Regions from separate parts of the Rattus norvegicus genome. Here region 2 is linked to region 1. Evidence: chromatin contacts called from public Hi-C data. All regions are on one chromosome and are shown on one strand. Each heading gives the region's core, a stretch centred on a gene start, on an enhancer-like site or on the middle of the called end of the contact. The rest is flanking DNA. Distances are from core to core; before and after follow the strand shown.

What was found. A called contact is a pair of places that touch in the nucleus more often than the background predicts.
Region 2: a Hi-C map of frontal cortex shows a contact between it and region 1, with 2.3 times the contacts expected there. The contact joins the promoter of LOC134485262 here to the enhancer-like site in region 1. A contact is called at or near these places in 4 of 12 Hi-C or Micro-C datasets (Schwann cells, frontal cortex, hepatocytes and 1 more).

What each region holds. Positions count from the first base shown.
Region 1 is chr1:267,947,111-267,949,685 of GRCr8, forward strand. It overlaps Hspa12a (heat shock protein family A (Hsp70) member 12A), which reads right to left. Exons shown (of 12, transcript NM_001107445.1): 5 at 687-791. LOC134485263 (a long non-coding RNA gene) reads left to right here. Exons shown (of 3, transcript XR_010063322.1): 3 at 267-690. Among named protein-coding and RNA genes, the nearest start is that of Spmip5, 29 kb to the left of the region's middle. Within about 2 kb of position 1,276, at least 20 of the 93 cell types and tissues checked have an H3K27ac peak or open chromatin away from gene starts, as enhancers often do.
Region 2 is chr1:267,986,063-267,988,637 of GRCr8, forward strand. It overlaps LOC134485262, which reads left to right and starts at 1,274. Exons shown (of 3, transcript XM_063281049.1): 1 at 1,274-1,343. The coding sequence starts at 1,321. The region is part of intron 1 of Hspa12a (heat shock protein family A (Hsp70) member 12A); the gene reads right to left.

The sequences.
Region 1 (2,575 bases), core at 26-2,525:
TATGATGTGGCTTTTGTGTATTGTTTCTTTTATTTTGTATGATGCTCTCAATGGTTATCCGACTGTGATGTGCATTCGTATTTCATTTTGCGGCTGAATAGCATTCGGTTATCAATCAGTCGATGGGCATTTGAGTGGTTTCCACTGTTTGGTCATTATAAATAACACTGGTCTGAATTTCCAATGTAAATTGTCTTATGTGTATGTGTGCTCACTCCCCTAGGAGTGGGATTGCTGGGTCATGTCTCTGCGTTTGTATCTTTTAGGAGCTGCCAAATCCGTTCCAAAATGCCGAACCATTTCACCTTTCCACCAGCACTGCCTAAGAACATACTTGGGGGCTGGAGAGATGGGTCAGAGGTTAAGAGCACTGACTGCTCTCCCAGAGGTCCTGAGTTCAAATCTCAGCAACCACATGGTGGCTCACGACCATCTGTAATGGGATCCGATGCCCTTTTCTGGTGTGTCCGAAGACGGCTACAGTGTACTCATAAATAAAATAAATGAGAAATCCTTTTTTAAAAAGATCTTTAAAAACAACAACAGTAACAAAAGAACACACTCGACTGTTCTAACCTCGGAGCCCACATGCTCTCCCTGCAGGCTACACCACTGCCTCACTGGCAGGTGCAGCAACCTGCAGATGGCCTAACCCAAGGCTGGCTGCCACCGTCCCTAAGGCTCACCTTCAGAGCCTGCTCTTTGAAGTACTGTAGGGCGTAAGTGAAGATCTCCAGGGCTTTGACTTTCTTGCCATTTGCCGCTGTCAGGTCTGTATCCATGGTGAGGTCCTGGAGGGAGAAAGGTGTGACCGCGGTTAAGGAGAACCAACCGTGCCTTTGGTTTGCGAGCGGCTGTTTGGAGACCAGTGGAACCCTGCTTCCCTATGTTTAGAGAGACAGAGAAAATGTACTCCCCTATCCCCAGTGAACCAGGCAGTAAAGCCTCCTTACTGTATTAAAGCTGTGGGGGTTCTCTCCAGGCCCCACCTTCACTGTGTCCTCCTTCCTTCCCTCCCTTCTCTCCCTTTCTAGGATCCTCAGGAACGGGAGCCTCTGGCCAATGGCGAGTCCTGGGAGTGGATAGCAGGTGCCAAGCCCGGTGCAGTTTACATGCAACTTCCAGACATGGGTCACCCTTGGGAGCTCTGTGACAGCAGCTTAAATCATGCCACTTCGCTGCCAAGCGGGACGCTAACGCGCAGCAGCCTCTCCTTCCGCGGCGAGCTGCCAGCCGAGTCACTAAAATAGAAGAGCTCCTATTTTAAGGCCGGTTCTGTCTAATCTGCTGAAAGCCGGGCAGGCATCGCTGCCTCTCTGGCCCTGCCAGAGGCCAAGCAGCTGCTGTACATGGTCCTCTGAGAGAGGATACCTCGAAGAGTGGCCAGATGGTGGGTGGAAAGAGGTCATCAAAAAAATGATGAGAGGGTCTCCTGGGGGAGGGGAGAGGATGGGTGGGTGTGGAAGGAAGCCCCTAGACTAACCCACTTATTAGTCTCAGGAACGAATTAATCAGGCTGATGTAGGCTTGATAGCCAGGCTTTGCCTCTGTTTGGAGGCAGGGCCACAAGTTGCTAATGGGTCCTCGTGGAATATCCTAACCCGTCTGCTCATGCTCACCGCCTCCAGCCAGCACCCCCTTCTCCCGATGCCCAGCAAGGGGCCCAGCTTCTAGACTCTTCTGCTCAGCCAGGCAGCGGAGTCCGGAGAAGCTACAGTTCGACCTGTGCCTCCATTGCCCCAGTCCCGACATGCAGCACTGGGTCCCTTCTGGAAGAATGCGTGAGTCCTTCTCAGCCAGGAGAAATGCAACCTCCTGTAGGCCTGGAGCCCTGGAGGGCCGGGTGTCAGCGGAGGCAGTTTTCTTGCGAGCTCTGTGCTGTCTCCTCAAATGCTAACGGAAGCTACCATTCCACTAGAACTTTGCTTCCTCTTCGAACATCATGTATTTACAGCACTTTGATCCTTATGCCCCCCCTGTGGACACAATGTTGTAACTGTCTCCATTTCAGAAAGGAGTGTGAGCTGGTCCTGGTGGTGTGGGCACAGGAATGTTGGCTCGAGATCGATCCTTTGCTTGGGCGGGGATGAAGAGGAGCTGGTCCTGGCAGTGTTGGCATGGGGGAGCTGGCGGGCTGACCAGCTCAGCCACCAGCCAGGCCCAGATCCAGGCCTTTGAGCTGGCTCACCCCATCATCTACCAATCTTTGAGCTGCTGGAGCATGTGAAGGGGCCGGTCCTACAGACCCAAAGCTGCAGGATCTCCATGACACGGGACAACAACAGGATGTCCAAGAGGAGTCCCCATGAGGACCCACGATTGATAGTATAGCAGAAGCCAGAGGCCTCAAACCAGACCAATGACTCATTGTAATGAACATTTGTAAGTAAAGTTGTTTGAGAAAAACGAGTATATACTCTTTGACACACTGTGGCGTGCCAAGGCTCCCACGTGAGATGGGGTTTGGGGGGAGGTGGGGGAGGAGGTTACAAGGGTGGAAAGCAGCTGTGGAGGGGCTGGGAAACGAGTGGGATTTGGGGTTCATGATGTGAAATTCACGAAGAATCAACAGAAA
Region 2 (2,575 bases), core at 24-2,523, 39 kb after region 1:
TTTCGTGACCATAGAGAGTGACTCCTGTTCTCAGTCCCCAGGGCAATGCAAAAGCAGCCATCACTCTCCCCAAGCTGTGGAATATACAGGGATAGAGAAAACCCCGAGGGAACGCTCATGTCACTCCCAAGGGGCTGGCTTCCGAAAGGGCAGAACCTCAGGTCTAAAGGACCAAAACAGATCACCATATAGCCTTAAGGGGAGAGGGGGGATGAGGACGGGGAACAGCTTGACCCACTACCACAGCACTGGAGGAAACCACTGGTGGACAGAGGCAGGAAGGCAGCAAGGAATTCCCTCAGTGATGATAAAGTTATTTCCTGCCCATTCCTTATCTCCTGGCTGTCTCCAACAGACCCAGGCAAGCACCATGCATTCCCCTCACAAACCCAGGAAGCAAAGTATAGCTGGTTTCTGCATTCCAAGGCATGTTAATTTTCCCAAACTACCATCAGTGTGGCTGAACATCTGGGGGGAAAGCAGGGAGGGTCTGTAGGGCCTGCCTCTTTGGGTCAGGGATCCTAATGAGCATTCTGGCTCCTCCCTGGGGAATCTCCTCTACTCCCCTAACTCTCTCTGAGGGATGCCCATGCCCTCTGTGTACCCAGGGGGCAGGTGCCATCCCTGCCCCATGCTGCTTGTTCATCAAAAAGCCCTTGAGTCTTCCTTGCCATCTAATTATGCACAGCGGCCATAAAGACGCTTTCTCCCTTACCAAAGAGGCCTATTTATATGATGAGAGAGCACTTCGCCCCCACAAGATTGAGTCGTCACTCAAAGCCTTGTTGGAATCAAAGCCTCATCTCTTCAGAAATGCCCGGACTCCCTCCCCCCGCCTCTCCCTCTCCAGCTTGGCCCACTTCTGAGCATCTGTGTTCGCCGAAGTGCCACCGTGGAGTGGGCAGGATGTGGATGCTGTTCCCCACTGCTGTGGTCCTTCACATTTTGCTGACAGAGTCACTCAGTGCACAATATTTGCTGAGGGCCTACTATGTGTCATACTGAAAACCTACTGTGTGTGCTTACTGAGAATGATGGAATGAAAGATAAGGCCCCTGCCCTTCTTGAGAGAACGGCAGTAAGAGAAGAAAGGTCACACTCCATGACTGACTCCGAGCCAACTCCAGAGTCCACTGTCTGGGCAAGTTACCAACATCTCAGAGTCCTCAATTGCCTCACTGGAGAAATGAGGTAACAATAAAGTCAACCCCGGAGGGTTGTTGGGGAACAATAGGATCCAGGCATGTAAACCTGACACGCTGTCTGCACTCATGATGCACTACCTGAAAACATCAACAAGGGTGGATTTCACCAACATGCATGACTCTGAAGTTTCCGGAGAGGTGAGCTTCAAAGGATGAGTAAGGGTTTTCTAGGTCAACGGGGACATATCACAGGGGAGAACTTTGTGTGTCAAGAGCCAGAGGGGATAATGGGGCTTTAGGTTGGGGATGGAGGCTACCATGCAGGGAACAGAGATCCAGACTCATACATGGACCAATAGCCCAGAACCCTGACACCTCTATTAATCTATGCCCAGTCCCACAGACATACTTCACAAAGCTCTGAGGGCCTACGACCTAGGAAAGGCTGTGTCCTCTGAGTCCTGACTCCAGTGGTTTAGGCTATAAGCCTCTCTGACCCCTTTCCCACAGTGCACCATGACACTTGTGGCAGAATGATGACATACTGGTCACCAGCCCTCCTACCCCCCTGCATTGAGTTGTCCATTTAACACATGTGGCCAGGGCTAGCTCAGATAATGGTGTTTTCACCAAGTTCTTGATAAGGGTCAGCACTTATTTTTGTTACGTTTGACTGCCGGGATGGTGAAAAGCCAATCTCCAAAGCTCAGGGCCCCAATCATTCACCAACTCCTAGAAAAAAATAGCTAGGCTTCCACTGTCTGTTCAGCCCTGACTTGGACACCAAAGGACCTGCCCTACATCTGAACCACCAGGTGCTCCACCCACGCATCTCCTCCTAGAGCTCCTGACACACTAACTCAGGTCATGGAGAGGGGAAGGACTTAAGGTCATCTCAATTTCTACTGTCCTAACACCCGGCACAACAAAAGTGACCCTTCAGATCTTATGAATGAATTAATTAATATTCTATTAAGGGACTTTCCTAACACAGGAAAGCTGAGTCTTAAGGGTCACATGCTCACCAACCAGGTTCAGCTATGTTTTGCCTTTCTTGTTTCACTTCAACTCTACCCACCTCACCCCATGCCCTCTCCAATGTGAGAGACCAATGGTTCACAAATCCCAATATCCTGGCACCTGTATAATGCACTCATTCATCTACCCATCCATCCATCCATCCATCCATCCATCCATCCATCCATCCGTTCATCCATCCATTTATCCATCCATCCACCCATTCGTTTGCAGCAAGAGCATCCTTGAAATAATCCCTTGAAAAGCAACTACTTGGTCATCCCTAACAATATGGAGACCACCAATGACACCAGTGAGGGCCGAATGGGTAGAATCAGATGTCCTGCATCCTAATCAAAGCTTCTTAGATCTGCAACCTTGGACAGGTTGTTTACTTGATATTTAAATTTCTC